Regions from separate parts of the Gossypium hirsutum genome. Here region 2 is linked to region 1. A link is a contact called in public Hi-C data. All regions are on one chromosome and are shown on one strand. Each heading gives the region's core, a stretch centred on a gene start, on an enhancer-like site or on the middle of the called end of the contact. The rest is flanking DNA. Distances are from core to core; before and after follow the strand shown. Region 1 holds the start of LOC107914980 (plasmodesmata-located protein 2). Region 2 has its middle 28 kb from the start of LOC107914977.

Evidence for each region. A called contact is a pair of places that touch in the nucleus more often than the background predicts.
Region 2: a contact with region 1 is called in a Hi-C map of leaf, with 2.0 times the contacts expected there. The contact joins the enhancer-like site here to the promoter of LOC107914980 in region 1. A contact is called at or near these places in 2 of 34 Hi-C or Micro-C datasets (both in leaf).

Annotation. Positions count from the first base shown.
Region 1 is chrD10:45,576,472-45,582,935 of Gossypium_hirsutum_v2.1, forward strand. LOC107914980 (plasmodesmata-located protein 2) reads right to left here and starts at 2,687. Exons shown (of 3, transcript XM_016844061.2): 1 at 1,512-2,687; 2 at 1,320-1,433; 3 at 916-1,225. The coding sequence starts at 2,298. The coding sequence ends at 1,218.
Region 2 is chrD10:45,738,669-45,745,132 of Gossypium_hirsutum_v2.1, forward strand. No RefSeq gene overlaps it. Among protein-coding and RNA genes, the nearest start is that of LOC107914977, 28 kb to the right of the region's middle. Within about 2 kb of position 2,818, at least 2 of the 9 cell types and tissues checked have an H3K27ac peak or open chromatin away from gene starts, as enhancers often do. A contact at or near this core is called in leaf, where this site is marked.

The DNA.
Region 1 (6,464 bases), core at 1,437-3,936:
GGTTGGTTAATTACAATTTTATGTTTTCCATTCTTATCAAAAGAAATAATACATTTTAAATGGAATGCATGGACCAAAATTAAAAATAGTTTACTAAATTAAGGGAAAAATTGAAAAAATTGAAAGGTCAAAAGTTAAATATTTTTCTTTATCAATTAAACAAAAAGTTATAAATGCGTATATTATTATTTTCAATTCAAACTTTAGGAAAATAATATTAACCTTAAACCCACCTATTTAGGGACCTAGGTATTGATTGACAGGTGCTACAATTTCTTTTTCTTTTTACTCATTAATGAGATGAGATAACAGGTTAAAATTTATTAAAAAGACATAAATTTTATGCATTAACCATGCATCAAACTACCAAACATTCTACTATAAAAGGAAAATTAAAGATTAAAAAGATCAATTTTATATTTATTTTGTGGTGGATTTGAAATCATATAAATATTTATATTTTTTTCTTAGTTTTCCATCTTACGAAATGAAATCAAATAAAATCCTAAATTTTAAATTCATACTTCCAAATAGAACATCAAATTATCTTATAAGATACAAGGCGAGATTATTCTTCAAATATATATAAACAATTTTACAAAAAAAAAAAAGCATTAATGTCTAATAGAAGCTAACATGGACACAAATATTCTACAATAAATAAAGATTAAAGAAATTTAGTGATGATTCTGCTCAAAATCTAGGGCAACACTTTTAACTTTTTTCTTCTGAAATATTTTATTGGCATGGAAAAAAGATTGTATAATTAAATTAAAACCAAACTAAAAAAAGCAAGCATCATGGCTAAACTACTTTGTATACAGCATATAAAGACATGAAGAAAATGGAGAGAAAAAAAAAAAGGAGACGAACACCCACATGGCCAGGAAATAAAAAGGTGCTAAATTCTGAAGGAAAAAAAACAATAGTTCTTTTATAGTCGCTTATAATATTACATAACCTCTTTTTTCACATTTTGTGAAAAAAAAATTCATGTTTACATTTTCAAGGAGAAAAAGAAAATTTGCATATACTAGAATTAAATTTGAACTGCTGCTAGATATAATTGGTGAGACCCTCGAATATATATATGCCTGGTTTTTTCTTCACCAAATTACATTCAACAACAAAAAGTCAAAAACCCATTTCAAAATGATAAACAAGGAAAGAAATTTTCAACTAGAAAGAATCCCACCTCTAAATGAGCTCTGAACCCTTCAGTAATCTGGAAAAATAAAGAAGAAAAGATTCAACATTTGAAAGCATAAATAGAGAATACAGTATATAGATCAATTTGTGTGTATTACAGAAATACATACCGTCATGTTTTTTCATCACACCCCTTGCAAACATCAACAAAATGACTAGGAATCCAACACTTGCTGCCCCTCCTAATATTATAGCCACTGTCTTCCCTGTATTTTGCCCTGTTCCTACATCAATCAAACACATAATTTATTCAACCATTCTGAAGTCTTTATTCTGAAAAAGGATTCAATTTCATACAATACCTGATGAAGATGAAGAAGGATGTGGATATGAAGAAGAAGATGATCTTCTAGGGACCCCATTAGGATAATAGTTGTAACTGATAAAGCATTTGTGAAGATAGATTTGACCTGAGATGGAACTCCCACACTCAACTTGAGCTCTTTGAACAGCACTCTTTACGCACTCACCACAATCTGAATCCCCCACATCTCCTTCACATTGCCCCAAAAGATAAACAGATTGGTAATTTGTGGTGTAAAAACCATGGTTGCTAACCACCCCAGTTTCCAACACTGAAAAGGCAGTGTCCCTCCTCTCTTCAAACCCAGTCCCGGCAACATTTGTAGCACCACAAGTCTTGAACAACATCTTCATGCCAGAGATTTGAGCAAACCCAGCAACTTCATACAACATGTAGCAACCATAAAGTTGGATTCTTGCAGCTAAAGTTTTGCCACAAAGTTTGTCGGCTAAAGTTGGAAGCCTGCTGGCACAGCTGTAACAATCACTGTTACTGAGATCTCCCCTACATTGAAAAAGACCAGTGATTGTGGTTTGGCCAGTACCCGTTGTTGTCTTGTAAAACTTTACCTTCATGGACTGTGAAAGCAAGGTCTGAAACAAGGCAGACAAGGCCTGGGAGTATATCCCAGCTGGATCTGTGAAAGACTGCTTAGCACAACCTTTGTAGACCAAAGTTATGTAATCAGGGGCTGATTCAACAAGAGGGTAAAGTTCAAGATTGGTAAAGAAAACAAGAAATGAGAGGAAAAGGAAGAAGGGTTTTGAAGAAAAACCAAAACCCATTTGTTTGGGGTGGGGTTTTGGGATCAAATCATGGTATGTTTTTTGCAGATTTGATAGGGATCTAAATGAGCTGAGTGGGTTTTCCCAGATTCACCGTTTGGGATAGGGGTTTTGAGAGTTTTCGACCTTTACTTTTCTCTCAATGGCCTACCTCTGGAGCCGTGCAAATAAAATGAGAGAGGGATAGACGAAGGTTTATCTTTTGCTATTAACGAGACGAGAGAGATAACAGTGCACCAAAGAAAATGATAAAATAGAGAAATATATTTTTTTTAAATGGGAATGCTTGGAACTGATCTAATTAAAACTAAAACAACTCTCTCTAATATTTACAAGGGAATGAGAACAAAATCACATTAAAATAAAGTTGAGAAGTCGAAGCAATATTTTCTTCTTTAAAAGATCGCAAGGACTAAATGTAAAGAATGTGATTTTGTTAGAGGTAAGGTAAGTACCTCAAGTTTGACTCAAGCTCGTCACACTTGACAACAGCTTTGAAATCAGTTTTTTAGTTTTAGCATTAATATTTTATATGATCTTAAAAAATATCACACAGTACTTTTTTTTATTTAAAATATGTACACTTTAATCTAATATTTTAATTTTTCTTACTATGATTCATCTCAATTTTATCATTGCTTTTGACTATTACTACTACTATCAACATCATCATCATCTCATTTCATCATTAGAATAAAATCTCTCGTTCGTTATTATTTTAAATCTTATCATAATTAGTCCTATCGTTTTTGAACGAACCCTGAGTTAGTAATAAAGATGTCAAGGGAAATGCGGTGCTCATGAGTTTTCTTTTCTTCTTCTTTTTTTTTCTTTGATAACATAGTTTATTTTTTAAAAAAAAACCTAAAAAGTCAACTTCAATTAATAGCATCGCGGTGCTCATGAGTTTTCTTTTCTTCTTCTTTTTTTTCTTTGATAACATAGTTTATTTTTTTAAAAAAAACCTAAAAAGTCAACTTCAATTAATAGCATCAAACATTACATAATCATGAATTGTCGTAGGGTAATTCATCCCAAAATTCGAGTTACAATTATTTGTTATAGCATACTTGTTCTTAAAATTTGTAGCCTTATTGCAATTGCGATTGGCCCACTTGAACTTCGCATTGTGAAGCATATCATTGGAATTAAACAGATCATCGATACGATGCCCCATAATAGTAATGTCCACTCTTCGATTCCTTATTCTGTTTGCCAGGCTAGCGCAGCCTGTTTTGAGAATAGCATTAGCAATGTTCAGGGTACTCGCCACATTAATACTTTCTTCAAGCGCATAAAATTGATCCCACTCGGCCTGCAACCTTTCCACTTTAAAACTCCCACCCATAACAAAACCCTCAGAATCACGAGCAAGGACGCCAAAACCTATTTTTTTCTTAATAATGGTTACATCAAAATTAATCTTGACTTTGTCAATTGGTGGTTTCTCCCATTTCTTTTCCACAAGTATGGTTCTTATGATGATGAATTATCTTCATTGGAAATTTTGAAATGGTTGTTATGTTTTGTAAGCTGGAGGCTCAAGTAGCTGGAAAAACTAAGTAGATGGATTTGGCGTCAACCTCCATGTGAGTTCTAGAACTCAGTTCCTAGAAGGTTATTCATTTATTTTCAATATAGTGTGCTAGGCATGTTTGGTTGAGTGTTGTGCAAATGATGCGTTATTCTATGGTTGAATGTTGTGTAAATGATGAGTTACTCTTTAACTGAATATTGATGTATCGTGAGGCTTGTTGTGTTGATATGAAAATGCATGAAACGTTTGGCATAATGTTTATGGTGCATAAACAGTTGTAACAGTTTGTTTTCAGTGGAGTCGAAAACAGTGGTTTTAGGACTACAGATCTGACAATGAGTCCGTAATTATTACTTATTTTATACGAGTCAAATATAGTTTATATTGAATTTTGATTTGATAATTTTTTTCTAATTGAACAAAAAGTTAAGTACAAGTGGTTTTCCTCGAAAGTCAAGTGGTTTTGAAAAATGAGGTATCAAGACCTCGTTTCCGTAAACTGAGACCGTAAATATTTACGAAGTTATTATATTGGTATGTGAAGGTTCAATTCAAGAATTTTAATGTTTGATTAGTTAATTTAAGAAAAATGACTAAATTGCAAAAAACATAAAACCTTATCATTATTAAATTTTATTGATTAAGTAGCTTATATAGTAAATGATGGAGGGCTTATATGGTATTTAGACCATAATAGGTTATGGTGGACGTTTTAAGGTTAGAAATTAGTTGAATTTGTTGATAACATTAAGGGCAAAATAATAATTTGATTAATAATAAAACATAAACAAAAGAAAAATAAAATAATTCATCTTCTTCATTAGGTTTTCCACCAAAATTAGAAGAAATTGAAGCGATTGAAGAGCTTTAAGGTTTGGCCATTGATAATCTCTTGCATGCCAGTCTGTTTTTGAGTTCGTTTTTCGTAAATTTTATGTTTTTGAGATCATTGATACTTAGTTTATCTATCCCAAGGACTAATTTGTGATTTTATAAAATTTTTGAAAACTTTCCATTGATATTTTTGAAGCTTGATGGTGATTTTGGGCTAGTTTGTAAAGTGGTTTTATATAGTTTTTATGTTTAGGGATTAAATTGAAAATAAATTAAATACGTCATGTTTTTCTTGTGAAATGTCAACAACTGAGGAATATTTTGAGGTATTAATGAATTCAACACAAAGGCTTTAAGGACTAATTGTGGAAATAAGTTTTTATTTTATTTTAGGGATTAAATTGAATAAAGTATAAAAGTTCAGGAAAAAAATTTTAAAATGAAATTTAAAGGTCATATACGTAGAAATGAGTTTGATAATGTATTTGAATTTGATAAATTGAATTTAATCATACAGGGGATAACCGGGGAAAAGGGAAAGTCACGGATTAGTCCTTACGAGTCAACCGATAGCATATCTTTGGTAAGTTCAAATAAATAAATATATATATACGTGTTTATTTATAACTTGTGCAAATATGTTTTGGTTCAATTTTATTTGATGTTAAATTTCGATATTAAGTTGTAAATTTTAAAATGCTTACAATTAAGTACATGTGATAAAATGGATATTCGATAATTGATTATTATTTGGGATAATATGGTTATATGATATTGAAATGAACTTAATTGATTGATAGCATGTGTACGAGTGTGTTTCTGGAAGTGCCTCTAAATTATAATTGTAATAAACTCTATTAAATGTCCGTTTGAACATAGTAAACAATTAGGATACGGTTGGTATGCCAATAGGGTTAGAATGCGTGTTTGTACAGGATTGCACTTTGGTGCCTCTATTAGCATTTCAATGCTCTCTAGTGTGATTTGGAGTACCCGAGTATCCAAGTCATGTTACTATAGTTCATCGGGCTATGAAAATATGTGACTAAGGTTAAAATTAATTGATAATTCCGGTGTATATTTGTTTGAAGGTTGTATCAAGAATGATTATGCAAATATATTTCATTATGGTATTGATGTGATGAAATGTAGAGATATGTATATTTATGTGAATTGATTTGGCTTGAAAAATTGTGGAATATAAAGTATATAGTGAAGTAATTGTGTACTGATCATATGTATTCTTGTAAATGATTGTTAGGTTTAATTAAACTAAGTTATGTTAGTTTTCACATTGTTTAAGTGAGGTAAATTAAATTGAATTTTAACTATGAACTTACTAAGCTATTTAAGCTTACTTTGTTTATTCTTATTTTCTATAGTTAATGTTTTAAGGAATTGGTTGGACAGATCAACTTTAGAGCTCACACTATCAAGCTTTTGATTCGGTAGTTTTGATTTCTTATTTCAGTTTTGTGGCATGTATATAGGATTTGAAGTTGATAAACTTAATGTTCTAGTTGGATTTGTAATGTGGTTAAGTTGGTTATAATGTTAAATTTCATGTTTTATGTTAAACTTGTGATGAATGTGATTGTGGAACATCCTTTTGATTTTATTTTGGAAGATAATGATTTGTGCTATTTGGTTTATGAACATGATTTTGGTATTTGGTAACATGGAAATGGTACCTTGCTATTTGATGTCTTATTTGGTGAATTGTTACTAAATGGTCTTTTTGGTTTTGGTAACTCATGAATTTAGAATGAAGTATGTTTGCATTTGATAGTTTGAC
Region 2 (6,464 bases), core at 1,568-4,067, 160 kb after region 1:
TCAATTTGTACATTTTCAAAACTATTAAGGATCCAATGAGTATTTACACCAATATGTTATTCGAGTTATTCAAATTATTTGATTTATTTAATTTGTAAAATTCAATTTGATTCAAACTTAAATTACTTATTCAAGTTTATTCAAAAAAATCGAAAAACTCGATTTGATTAACTTGAAATTCGAAAAAAAACCATTTTTTAGAACCGAACCAATTTTTTCTCACCATTAAATAAAATATATTTAATTAAAATTTTAAAAACATATATATTTTTAGTAATAAAATAAAATTGAAAATAATTTTTTAATAAAGATAATGATGTCAAACTAACAAATGATGATGAACTTAGCATTAGATTTAGGTATAAAAAATTGAAGTTGGTTACAAACGTTTTTGAAATTTTATCGTTTAAACACTCTCTCGTTAGGTCAGTAATAAAAGTTTATTATGATTATCTTTTATCTTTTATTAGGATAATAATAAATTAAGTAAATCATTAAAATAAAAGAAAAATATGTTTTTCTAAAACCTCTCTACTAACTCCAAATACCCATTTCAATTTTAAAAAAAAAAATTCATAAACCCATACCATACGCACTATTCATCATCATCAGCCTCTCACCGGGCTCTACTTCCATTTCCCATTTGCCCAAACACACTGTTATTATACGTTGGAAGAAAGATTTGAGTTTGAAGAGATTGTGCAAATTAAGCAAATGTTACTTTTCATCCAATAAAAAATAATATATTAATTTTCTTTTTTTATAAAAAGTAGATCAATGTAGTAATGTCTCAATAGACACAAAGATTAATCGACAATCAACAATCAACAATCAACATTAAACTTCTTCTCTTCCATCCCAAAAAAAAAAATTAGGCACCGAAATCTTAATCAAAGATTATCTCGATAGACACCGAAACTTTAATCAAAATAAAACTTAAACTACTTGATACTGATTGAGGATTGAAACAATATGTTTCGACCGTTCATTCTCATATTTTTCACCCAATATTACTCACATATGTCGATTGAATTAACTCCCAACAAAGAGTTCGGACATCATGAACTTGTAAATCATGATTTTCAAATCTAAAATTTTAGTTTTCAAAGCACAAAAAAATCAAAATTTGAAACCTTTTATAGTTGGATTGAGTATATGATCAAAAATATAAATATTTCAAACATAACAATAAAATAAATAGTTAAGCAAAGCTATCATAGGTATCAACAAATTATTTGAGAGCTAATCTTTTCATGGGATTTAACGTGCGGAAGCAGTGAAAGGAGATGGCAAGTTGAGCCCATTTCCAGTAAAAGCGTCAATTATTGAAACTTTCACTAACTACTCAACTTTTTATGAATTAAAGCCTACATAACAATCAAACCAATAAAAAGTTGAAAATGTATGCACAAAGACATGTTTGGATCTATAGCTATTTTTAAAAAAAATAAAATTATTTTATTTCCGATAGAGTAAATCCAAAAACTTATAACATTATCTTAAAAATACTAAAGTATTATATATATGAAATGTAAAAAGTTCAATAAAGCCTAAGAGCGGTTTAACGTTGAATTTAACTTTATTGATAAATAGAAATATTCAAGTTTGAGTTCGGCTCAATAATTATCGGAATAAGTTCAAAGTTTTTTTTTTTTTTTGTAGCTGACCATCTTGTCCAAATTCAACTTATTAGACTATTTAATATTTTTTTTCTATAAATTAAAAATATTGATTTAATTTCTTTTATTATTGGAACTTATCCATTTCAATTAAAATAAAATTGGAGAATTGAATTATGAAAGTTAAAAGAAATAAAGTGAAAAGGAAGATATAGATGGCCTAAGGGGCAGACGATTTGTGTTGGCATAATATAAGTATAGAATAATAATTTGAAGTTAATCTCTAAAGATTTTTCTTAAATTCAAAATTTTAAAAAGAAAATCCTTAACCAACATGAAAGCATTGGTGCTTCGACATAAATAATGAAGTAGAAAAGGTTGCAGTCACTTGATCTTATAGCCACTTGGGCTTGCTCTCTCCTTCAAGAAAAAGGCCCAATAATTTATTTTCAAAATCTTGAGTTTAAATTTATCAGTTAATATGATTTTTATAACTTAAAATTACTCGTTTGTATTTAAATTTTAAGAACCTTGCCTGTGAGTTAAGATTAGTTGTTCTTACGCTAGATAATTTTGGATATGATTTAAAAACATGACATGCTAACAAACATGCTACATATTATTATTTTTGTATTTGAAATATTTGATATATTATACTTATATATGTTCCAGGGTAACACTTTTTCTATGCTTCACAAGATAACAATCAAAAGTTAACATATATAACATAATTACAAAATGGAACATAAATAAAATATAGTTATTATCATTTATGTTTCATTTCTATGATTAGTTTTATTTGAAAATAAATAACTTTCAATAATGAAACAAAATGAAAAAAAATTGTGTTAGTCACTCTGAAACAGGTATGGCTAAAGGGGTTTTGCGTTGAGGATGAATGAAAGCCTAAAGACTAATGATAAAGAGTTTCTGCTCTAGGATGCTCTTTTGATACTTCACCCAGATGCAGGGCAATAATAGGATCTAAGGGACATTTGGGTTAAGTATATTGAGTATATGTGTTCATACTTGACGATAAGTCTCCCTTTTACCTTACATCCAAGGTTGTTGGTTACTTCTAAGGTTGTGTTCTTAGGGGCTTGTGGGGATCTATACGTGGTCGGATAAAAGGTATGTCTTTGACCTGCCATTATTGCATTTCGAGCCTCTTTGTTGGTATTACTGTTTGGATTTGGTAGCCTTATCCCGTCCAATTTCCTTGTGCCATTTGTCGGCTTGGCAAAGCGTGGGTTGTATGTTAATTATATTGGGCTTGAAGCCCAAAATCTTGACCAATATAACAATATTTCCCCTTAAATTCGAGATAGGTTATAAAGTGACTTAGTAAGGACCTAATTCAAAGGTCAGGATTATATTTTCGTAAGTATACTTGTTGGGTGCAATAGTGTATTCTCTGAGGAAGGGATAATATGTCCTTTGAGAAGGGAAAATTGTACCTTATGAGGAGATAATGATATATCTCTTGATGAGGTTAGAATATGTCCTTTGAAAATGAATGAGCTCCGTTGATTAAGTGGGAGCATCATTTGAAGAAGTCTTTATTTGATAATTTTGTATTCCATAAGGGATTGGCATTGTATCCCCACAGTGATTGTTAATGTATCCTTTGAGGAATTGTGCTTTATTAATTAATTTGGAGTATAATTTGAAAAAGACATCTTATTGATTATGCATCTATGAGGGATTGATAAGTATCCCTTTAGGGATTTTCAATTTGAAATGATGCTTTTGTTTAGGTAGGAACGTTGTGATAATTATCAATAGTAATTTGTGTTGATGTATGAAATCTTCTTAAAAGGTAGGAGATTTTAAATAAATAGTAGACAAAATGTTGATTGAAAGTGTATAACTATGATACTGTTAGAATTTTTGTGCCCTAAGTGTAGTAATTTCATCATATTTGATAAATTACTAAAATGAAAAACTGATTATTCTTGAGAATAAACAAATGTAATTCATTATCTATATGTTGTGTCGTCCTTAATCGTTTTTACAAGTAAAGCAAAATGTATAAGCAAATATTGGTTCATTGATTACCTAGGGTTTAACAAATATTGACTTGCGTTATATGAATGGATTATAATGTGAGAAAACAATTTATATTAATAGGTAATCTAATTCCACAAAAATCAAATTGAGCAAATGATTTAAATAATATGAGACTATTATGCTGTCTATAAGTGTGATTGGGGAGATAGTTTGTCTTGACTATTGGAGTAGGATTGACTCCCAAAAATAGAGACATTAATGTGATTGTCTAGACTAACAATACATTAGATAGACCCACGTTGAATTTATCATAGATCTATTTATGGAGTTATTCATTTGTGATGTTCATGTTGTGACTCCCGGAAATTAAGACATAAATGTGATTGTCTAGACTGACAATACATTGGATAAGACTCAAGTTGAATTTATCCTATATCCATTTATAGATTTATTCATTTATAATTTAATCAAATTAAGTCACACCAAGAATGTCACATGTAATAATCTGATTTTCACCGGTGTTGAAAATTTTAATTTTGGGATCAAATATCTTAAATTGAGTTAGTCAAAATTTTTAATCAAGTAGTTAAAAGACATATACGAAACCATATGATTGATTTTACTAAGGAATTAAATAAGATAAATTATTAAATATAGTACATGGGCTAAATTAGAAGAAAGCTAGAACTGAAGGATTAGGTGAATTAATAATCAAGGCCCTTAAAATGTAATTTAACCACCACTAACATTTAGCTAGTGGATAACCATGTCTAAAGCCATTGATTTCCACTAAATACTTTTTACCTAAATCTCCACCATTAGATTAAAAGATGATTTTGTTAAAATTAAAAGAAAAGCAATATAAAAAGATGAGAAAAAGAAGTATTGTGTTTCAATTTTATCTTTTTCCTCCAAATGACAAACAAAAGAAAGGAAAGAAATAAATTTTCTTTCATGTGTGAGACCACCATTGCCGATTGATATCTCGGAAGGTTAGAAGTTATTTCTTCTCCAATTTTTTTTAGTTTATTATATTAAGATGTTAGATAATTATAACCCAAGCATTAGATTTATTAAGAAAAATGTCTAGATATATTAGTAATTAGTACAATAAGGGGTTAAATTGCAAAGAGGCTAGAATTTGACGAATTAGATGAGTCTTTTTAACAAGTCCTTAAGTGATATTAATTCCTTATTAAGACATGGTTAGTGGATGTTATGATTCCATCCATTCATTTTCATTAACTTTTCTCAAGGATAATCTCAACCATTAGATGATTATTAATTAAGTTAAAATTTAGTTATATTAAAGAAAGATTTTGTGAAAAGATGAGAATCTGTAGAAACGAAGGGATTACTTGCTTCACCAACAAAAATTGTGGCTATAATAATGCTTGGAATTGGAGCCATAGTTTCAACCATGAAACTAAAAGTGCGTAAAAGACAAAGATGAAACCGAGATTGTTTACGCAGTTCGACCTCAGTCTACGTCTAAGGGGTCTTACCCAAAGCAATGATCCACTATCTTTATTACAATAAAACCAATGATTTAAGCCCTAACATTGGTCTAACTCTCACCAATTTAGTGACCTCACCATTGTACAAAGACTAGATCACTCTCCCTCTAAGCTTCCCCCTAGTAAGCTTAGATTTGCAACTCAATAGACTCTTTTTATTTCTTACATAAACAATGCATACATAAATAGTTCCTTACTTGAACAAATGTGTGCTCTCTTAATCTCTCAGTTACTCTCTTGGTTTCTCTTAAATTAATTCCATTAACCCAAACAAAACTTAAGTTTATATACTACTTAAGTTTTGATTAGATAAAAGTTATAATCTAATCACTTTTCTATAAAGTAAAGATAAAAAATTAGCATAAGATAAAACTTCCCATAAGAGGCTCTATGTAATCCAAAGTCTTCAACTATAGAACGTGACTTACTTATTTTGCAAGTAGTTTGACTTAATCCGCAAGAAACCAATCTTCAAGTCTTAAATTTCAACTCAATTAGTCTTCAAGTTTTGGGCTCTAGTTCATCCAAATAATTCCACAACAGATAGCCTAATAATTTTGTTCTAAAATTTGCCAACTCTTAAAATAAGCAAGTGAAGCAATAAAACAATGCCTAAAGTTGTGGCCACTGTTTCAGCCACAAAACAACTACAGAATTAACATTGACTTCAAATGTGTCAACGAAATCATCTTAACTTTTTTCTTTTAAAATTGATGCAAACAGAGAAAAGAAATGAAAAGATGAGAACTTGTGTTCGATGCGATTCTATAGAACATTTTCTAAGAGATTGCCCAAAGAGATCCAATGTTACTGGGGATCAGATTGTTAAACCTGAGACAACTCCATAAAGAGGAAGGCAACCCAAGGATAGGGCTCGCGAGGAAGCTTCTGCTCCAAACGTTATCGCAGGTACTTTTTCTATGCATTGATTGACCTTGGGTCAACTCACTCTTATGTATGCAATACATTGGTAAACAAAAAGAATATACCATTAGAGTTAACTGATTATACGGTTAGGGTAACAAATCCACTAGGTTTGTATGTCTTAATTAACAATTTTGTAAAATGTGTCCATTGAGAGTTCAGGGTTATGATTTTCCCACTGATTAGATGCCACTTCCGTTTGATGAATTTGATATCATTCTTGGTATAGACTAGTTGATTGAGCATGATGCAGTAGTAAATTGTAGACAAACAGATTGCATTGAAATGTCAAAACGGTGAATCTATACGTGTTGAAGATAGTAGAAAGATAGTGCAACGAATATAATATCAACATTATCAGCCTAGAAATTGATCAGAAATGACTATGAATCGT